Linked DNA regions of Zea mays: all the other regions are linked to region 3. A link is a contact called in public Hi-C data. All regions are on one chromosome and are shown on one strand. The core of a region is the stretch at or near the end of the contact, and the rest is flanking DNA. Distances in the headings are between cores, read along the strand shown.

Region 1 (2,700 bases), core at 134-2,633, 190 kb before region 3:
TATTTTCAAAATAGCAACTGTGAATGAAGGACAGACCTGACGCAATGGTGACAGGCCTTTCCATTAAGCCAAAGGTCCTGAGTTCGATGAAGCCTCTATGTAGAATGTACCACGGAATTAAGTCTTGGCTCGGTTACTACCCCACTCATATGGGAGCCGGCAGCACTGGGCCTGTCGAACTGTGAATGAAAATCGTTTAAACAGTGATTTAGCATGAATATCTGCAATTCCCAACCATCTTATCCACTGCAATGAATTGCAGTGCATACAACCCAAATTACAAATAAAAAAACAAATTTCTGATTAACTGATCACTCATTACACTGGTGCTTAATTTCGTGTGCATAATGCAGTTTCCCAGTTATTAGTTCATGCTGGTTACCTTTAGCGTCTTTTCCCAGAAGACGCGGGGGCAAGAGCCAAAGATTCCGAGTCTCTGAGTCAGGTCAAGCTTTGTTATCCACCCACAGATTGTTCCTTACTTATCACTGAAGCAAAAGGACAAAGGTCCCTAGTAGCTAGCAGGAAAGAGGTGTAAGAAAGTATAGGAGAGAAGAACGACAGAGCATAGTGGAAGACAGATGTGGACTCCTGTGACTCCTGTCTCGTGCCTAGGCATCTAGGAAAGATGACGAGACGGAAATTTCGCTGGACTGTTACAGCTGAGTGGAGTCAAAGCTAATCGCCAACCGCGTGGAAACAGTCGAAAATGCCTCTGCGATGAGCACGTCAGTGAAATCAAGCAGATCGAAGTCTGCGAGCTACAAACAAAAACGCAGCATCCGGCCTGGCGGCCCCGTTGCATGCTTCCCTCCAGGAGAATCACTGGTTTGCTCGGTTTCCCGTCACTTGCATTTTGTTCGATCCCTCTATTGTTACACGGAAGAGATGAACGCGGAGTGGGATAAACCTGAGCAGGAACGGACCTCGTCGACGAATGCGGGGCGGCGCGGCGCCAGCGAAGCTTCTCCTCGACTAGGCAGTCCCATCCCTACCGATGGATGTTTGGACTGGACTTGGGGCGCGCGCGCGCACACACACAGAGTCATCGGTATCCCAACCCTCGACCACGGGAGCGTCCCTCGCTCTTCCCGGCCATGGTGCAGCCGGCGAGAGGATTCGTCGCGGCGCCAGTTTCGTTGGGCCCCGAGTGGCGCGTGCGTGGGCCTGCAGCCCGCAAAATGTACTGGAAAGTGGGCTAAACAACGGTTTCCCATATCTGGATTAAGATTCCAGGATGCGCGTTACAGTAGTTTTCTATAAAGACAACATAGTGTAAAAATAATTAAGGTGTTAATACAGTAACATTGAATCTTGTTCATCAAATTCAGCATCTATGACTTAGTGCAATATCATCTCCTCCTAAACTATTTTCTAAAGAACTAAGTCTTCGTATGATAGGATGTGCGTGGGATTTAACTCAATCGTAGATAGTGAATCTGATGGACAAGACTTGGTGTTAGTATATTAGTGTGCTAATAGTTTTTACACTAAATATGCTGTTTTTTTAATTCAAATCTATTTTTCTAATGATAAGGAAAGGAAGTGTTATTTGGTGTGGACCTTCACTCTCTGTTTTATAAAGATGTTTTATAAAGATACGATTCTCATTTCACATCTTTATAATAAATTAGTTGCATAGCAGATCACAAAGTGTATTATTAGGTTATCTCTAGTAGCTTAACCATCATCATCCATATATTTAAACTTTACTATGTAAACAGTATAATCTACAGTGCAAACCAGTTTTTTATGATCATATGAGTAAACTGTTGTAGACTGTCTTATATTTTATGATGTCAACTAGTTCTCATACAGTTAAAAATAATATCATTAATCACCCTATCATTCTTTATCATGGTCCAAATCACTACCTTAGCATTTTTATTATTATTGAAACTATCCACATCGTCACATAACTATTCACGTATTGGATAGGGGTGTAACAATAGCAATAATAACTTGCGATAGTGAATGCTAAGTGCTACAAGGTTGATTCCAACCATTCCTACTCTCATTTCCCTCTATTCATACTTTCTATTTATTTTTAAATACATCCCCTCTTTTATTACTCTCCCTATTTATCTTATCCAATCATTTCCACTATTTGGCTTCCCTTTATGTTTTAACTAAGCTATTTAACTCATATACAATAAATTTTTGGAGTTAAAAAATGTACGATATTCGTATTTGTGCTATTGCAATACGCATTGTTTTCTGGTTAAGAAGTTTAGAATAGATTAATTTCGTAAATAATCACAGTCATTAACAAATGAGAGATTACATCTCCTACATCCGATGAGATTTTTCTCTCACCTAATATTCCATGGAAAGGGACTTAGGGAGATGACGTCGTTGGACGGCTCATCCCCGTTCGTACACGTGGAAGAGGGGAGAGGGAGTCGTAGCCTGACGTCAGCATCTGCCTCTAGCAAATTGTGTATATAGATCTTGTTTGGGACAATTTTAGCTCAAAAAAATTGATAGAGTTGGTATAACAAATCAGATGCTTCAGAAAATCGTGAATCTAGAGTTATAAGACTTTAAAAAACATTTAGTTAAATTATTTTATTTATTATTTAGATTATAAATACTTTAAAACTATTTAAATAAACTGACATAAACTACAGCTCCATACTGGATCTAGAACCTAGAGCCATCTCAAATACCTCCATAGTAACACCTTCATAGTCATTGTTT
Region 2 (2,700 bases), core at 146-2,645, 170 kb before region 3:
TAATTAAGTTAGTGACTGATGTTGATGTTCTGAAATCTGAATTGTCCAGTTCCAGTATTCATATTTGTTATGTACTTATGTTTGGTATTGCCTCCTATATGCTAGATTGCTATATATATCAATATTATATACATAGGTCCTGCAAATATGCAGGAGCGCTGTAGGGACGACCAGGTCGACTAGGACCCGATTAGTCGACCTAGTCGTCGTCCTAATCGTGATTAGTCACCTGGTCGCCTAGGTGTATCGACTAGCAAGTCGCCCGACTTGAAATCATTGGTAGCACATACTTATAGGAGAAAATAAGTAGGAAACAAGACACCCTCTCTTTATAAAGCTGAAATTTCCATTCTAAACATTTCAAAATAAAGGAGATTAGGTTTTCCATAACTTACACAGAACTTAATTCTGTCTACGGTTGAGGCACTGCAATAAGGATGAAAGTGCTGCCAGAACTTCTTGACTGCATGGTTTCGAAATGTTTCCTGCACCAACAAGGACAGGTTGACAACAGAAATCGAATAAAATAGAAAAAAATTGAAAACATGAGGAACATTTTAGCGATGAAATGAAAGTTAAGAACTTGAAAAGAATGCTGAGCGCGGCATTTGTAAATCCTACAGTCCAGCACTGAGATTTCATTTGGGCGCCATTTCCATAAACACCCGAGCTTAAGACAGGATCCCAATTCCATCCTCGCGTATGGCCCCCAGCCATTTGGTGCAGGCATTCTCACAAACACCTAGTATGCAGCAAAGGCGTACCTTCACACCATGAAACTATCATCGATCCACCGCCCAAATCTCCACCCGAATACAGGAATAGAAAACCAGCCCGTCAGCAGTTGTGCGTGCTCGATCGCGCGCGAGAGAGAGTAATAGGGGACGGGGAGGAGAGGGAACGGTATGGACCTCGAGGGAGTGGAGGAAGTAGTCGCGGACGAGCGTGGCGAGGCCGCGTGTGCAGAGGTCACCAACGACGGGAGCTAGGCGTGGGCCGACGGCGAGATCACCGTCTCCGGCGAGAAGCTCGTTGGAAAGAGTGCAGAATTGAGCCCACGAATCGAGAGCGCCGTCGGCGTCCTCACGCTCCATGGCCTGGCGGGCACAGCTAAGCGAGCGGGAGATGCCCCCAGAGTATTACTTACTCTAGAAATGTCATAGCCTGCCGGCACCTCGCACAGCCTCAGGTGCTCCCAGACGACCTGTCCTCGCTGACCTCGCACGACAGCCCACCTTGCCGCCGCAGCCTCGAACGTGCTGGCCGCCGCCGCGGCGTCCCGATGGTGCGACAGTTGAGTGCTCGAGTGCTAGGAGCGAGGGGAAATTTTGTGATGTGGGCTCATTTTAGGTTCATCCAGGCCTACTTGCCCATTTGAGCTAGAAAGACGCGTGGGTTGAGCAACGGCCCACGGACTCCTCTCTCTCTTGACCCGAGCCGCTGCAGCAACAGCAATAGACTAGTTCGAGCGCCACGTCAGTCAAAAAATCTTAAGAGCATGACCAACATTGCTTTAAAACAATGTACTATCTTAAAATAAAGCCTTGACCCATAAAATAACTTTAGATCTAATTTGGATACTCTAGTATTGACCTCAATCTACATGTATTGAGGTGTAACTTAAACTAATTTACACTCTAATCCACCTCAACACATGTGGATTGAGATCAATACTAGAGTACCCAAACAAAGCCTTAAGGGTTAGTTTGAAAATCTTGTTATCCTAAGGAAATTTTATTTTCCCTTGAGAAATTAGTTCATTTTTTCCTAGGAAAATAGGAATCATTAGGAAAAAAATTGAGCTCCCAAACTAGTCGTAAAGGTATCTATTTTACAATTTTTATAAAAAATATAGAGCATATTATGAAGTGACTCAAATATACTACTGTTGAACACCAAAAGTGACGTACGGTCCGGCCCTAGGGTTCGGATGGTCCATGCCCTCGTGATCAGATTGACTCGGACGATTATCATTATCTCGTGCATGGTTATCCATCTAATCATGTGAGGTCTATTGGCTATCGCGCTAGGAACGGGTCTAGACCTCCCTTATATATATGAAGGGGTATGACCGATTGAGAGCCCCCGAACTCATTCCAATTGAACCAATTTACTTTCTATTGGTCACTTGTTCTCAAATGTTGTGAATCAAGAACAAGGCAACACAATTGTTAAGCATTAAGGACATTCGTCCTCCGAATCATTACCTCCTCTATGATATAATGATCATCGGACGAAGGTCATGAATGACATGTCTTCATCATTTCATGGATAAATAAGAATATGTAAAGATGAAGAATATAATTCATTGGTTCGTTCACATTTATATTTCATAATATACATATGAATATTAACAAAGTCTATATTACATTGATACATTCAGCTTGTTCGAAGGTGTTGACGCGAGAGTGATGACAATCTAGCGTGAACAGTACGGCGCTACTGCTCATCTATTTATAGGCACGGGACGCAGTCCGGGTAAAAGTACATTTATGTCCTTGACATTTACTTGTGATCGTAACATAAATTATTAAGGACTAGCTGGTCTTTTTCCCTTCCGATCATCATCATGTTTGGTCTTCATCACCATTATAAGTCGAAGCTATTACTCTTCGGTTATAGCTTCGACGTCCATTCTTATCATCTTCGGATTATATCTTCACATCGTATGCCTTTGCCATGGGAGAAAACTTTCATCCT
Region 3 (2,700 bases), core at 134-2,633:
CCGGACGGTCCGTGCTCACGTGCGGACGGTCCGGATATGTGTAGATCGGCTAATTTATTGTCGATGTGCGTCGGAGGTTGTGGTTGCTTAGGGTACGTGTCTATCGGCATCCCATATAGGGGTTGTGACTGGTCGTGATAACCTGTAGCTAATGAATTACACGTGTTTTCTCCCAATTCAACCACGTGTGAAGGAAAATTTGCAACAATGGATTTATCAAATGCACGTACTAGCCTTTTATAATCCTTTTGTATAGCTCCTACGATATGTTGCATTTGCTCTCACTGTTCATCTATGTAAGCTTTTAGAGATTGGAGCTCATTGGTGTTACTTACATTGGGAATATCCATTATGGGTTGGAGCGAAGCCAGATCAGTCGCCCGTTGCCGAACGACCTTGTTGTTCTTGTCCACCTTGAAGTTGGCTAGGAACTTCGCCTTTTCTTCTGGGATCAGCTGCTCCTTGTGCTCCTCGAACTGGAGCTGTTCGTCAGCCGACAAGGTTTCCTAAGTCGGCTCTATGATATTACCGGGGGAGATGTCAGAGTTATCCCTCGAACCGGCCACTGAGGGCCGATCTGATAGGTCTATATGTGATGTCCCCAACGGAGTCACCAAAAAGTGTGTTGGCGCCGATCCGGACGCCAATCACTACGTTGAAAACCAGCGGCGGTGCTCTCTGCACAGGCGCAGACGGTCCGCGGCCAGGGGCCGAACGATCCGCGACCTGGCGCAGGGCTCGGGTTTCCTACCTGATGGGCCGGACGGTTCGCGTCTATAGGCCGGACGGTCCGCACGTGCGCAGGGGTGGCGGAGTTCGCCGACGGCGCCTGAACCTCACTCTCGGGAGGGACCCCGTCGGAGAGGAGAGATCTTAGGTGTTGTCTAGGGTCAGCAGACCGACCTAGACACCTCTAATCGACGTAGAGCCGAAGAGAAGCAGAGAATTTGGGGATTGAGAAGCTAAACTAGAACCACTCATAATGCCTAAGATAAAAACGAGAGATAAACTGATTATTGATTCGATTGTTGATGTTTAATCGGACGTATTCCTCTATATTTATAAAGAAGGGTGCTGGACCCGTTACAAATAAATCTTCCGAGTTAATTCCACGAATCTAGCTAACAACTGTAGCAAGAAACTCGGAACCCTAACTGACTCTGTGCGCGCGCGAACCGTCCGCACGGTCAATTTGTTCCAAAAGATATAAATATCGAGATTGGCTTAGGGCCCTCCAAAACCTAGAGCCGGCCCTACCAATATCAGTAGAAGTTTTGATGAATACATAGTATTGTTAATTGTACTGTTCATATGATGAAGTTTAAAACAGGAGATATGATAATATGATGAGATAAGATAAGTAAAGATATCTTCAACAGATTACCTATTTTCATATATGTATTCTAACTCTACTCCGTATATTGTTGTATGGTCTAAGCTGCTGGCGACGGAAGAGCGAGGAGGAGGTTATGGCGGTCTCAACTCTCAAATCTGCTAGCGCGCGCAAACACGCACACGCACGAGTTCCTGTCCTGCCTCCCTAAATCTGGAAGGGCGGGCCCGATGCCTGCCTCGCCGCCGAGTATGCGGAAGTCGCGCCCGGCGGTCCTAGAACCCCGGCCGCACGCACGAGCGAACGGCGGGACGCCACCATCCCTCCCCTCCCCTCACGACCACCCACCCAACCCCCGCTGTCACCGCGCCACCGAGGGCAGAGCCGCGTCGCGAATAACCGTGGGGGCGTGCGCGCGTGCGTGCCTCTCTCCGTCTCTCCCTCCCCGCCCGCCCCACCTCCACCCCCCACCCCGGCGTGCGTCGCGTCTCTCCCGGCCGGAGGCGGAGGAGCGGAGCTGCGGAGGACGACCACCGGCGCGGACGCAGGCGTCCCGCATTCCCCGACCCGGCCCCGCCTGACCCCCGTTGCCACGGCAGCTCGGTCCGACCCGACCAACTCGTAGGCCAGCAGGCGCCACGTAGAAATGTAACGCTCGCACTCCATCCCACTCTTCACCCGCCGTTGTGTCGATTCTGGTGTGTGCTAACGATAGGGATCGCTGGGGTGGTTTGCGGGTGCTCGATCGTGTCCTCAGCTTTGGTTCCTCGCTGCGTCGACGCTGATTGATCATCGAATACTGGTTATCAGTTTTGCAAATTTCTGGATGGTTTCAGTTCTGGTATCATCTTTGTGCGGCTGTCTTCAGTTTTAAATCACTGTCTGTCTGCTTTCATGTTGATTATCGTTTGTTGGTTCAGTTCTTACTGATTCACTCGAAATCCTTTTGAAGTCTTTCCCCCACTTTGGTCAACTCGTTTTTGCATTGTTGTATTCTGGATCACGAAGAGTTTCTCACCGATGCCATTTGCACTGACAGACACGTTCTTCAATTGTTAACGTACAAGTATTACGATGGTATCACTCTGCTATTTCTGCCCCGGGCTCACAACGCGGTCCCGGATGCCCGTGAAGCGGTACAAGAAGATCCTTGCTGAAATCTTTCCCAAAACACAGGTCGGGACATGCCACATCCGTTTTTCTTTTGTCAAATATATGAGCATGTTGACACTTGAACTGTGTTGCTGATTTATTTATCTATCTATGAGCATGTTTATTCCTGTTGTTGCAGGATGAAGAGCCTAACGAGAGAAGGATTGGGAAGCTGTGCGAGTACGCTTCGAAAAACCCTCTTCGAGTGCCAAAGG

Evidence for each region. Hi-C and Micro-C count contacts between places; a contact is called where the count stands out from the background.
Region 1: a contact with region 3 is called in a Hi-C map of leaf, with 2.2 times the contacts expected there. The contact joins the promoter of LOC103626411 here to the promoter of LOC103626409 in region 3. A contact is called at or near these places in 8 of 25 Hi-C or Micro-C datasets (bundle sheath, ear, endosperm and 3 more).
Region 2: a Hi-C map of leaf shows a contact between it and region 3, with 2.6 times the contacts expected there. The contact joins the promoter of LOC103626410 here to the promoter of LOC103626409 in region 3. A contact is called at or near these places in 10 of 25 Hi-C or Micro-C datasets (bundle sheath, ear, endosperm and 3 more).

Annotation. Positions count from the first base shown.
Region 1 is chr5:59,059,915-59,062,614 of Zm-B73-REFERENCE-NAM-5.0, reverse strand. It overlaps LOC103626411 (putative disease resistance protein RGA3), which reads right to left and starts at 1,383. Exons shown (of 8, transcript XM_008646817.4): 1 at 927-1,383; 2 at 37-179. LOC103626410 (anaphase-promoting complex subunit 2) reads right to left here. Exons shown (of 16, transcript XM_008646815.3): 16 at 2,636-2,700.
Region 2 is chr5:59,042,322-59,045,021 of Zm-B73-REFERENCE-NAM-5.0, reverse strand. LOC103626410 (anaphase-promoting complex subunit 2) reads right to left here and starts at 1,395. Exons shown (of 16, transcript XM_008646815.3): 1 at 912-1,395; 2 at 396-485. The coding sequence starts at 1,094.
Region 3 is chr5:58,870,966-58,873,665 of Zm-B73-REFERENCE-NAM-5.0, reverse strand. LOC103626409 (ARM repeat superfamily protein) reads left to right here and starts at 1,383. Exons shown (of 20, transcript XM_008646814.3): 1 at 1,383-1,981; 2 at 2,373-2,509; 3 at 2,625-2,699. The coding sequence starts at 2,408.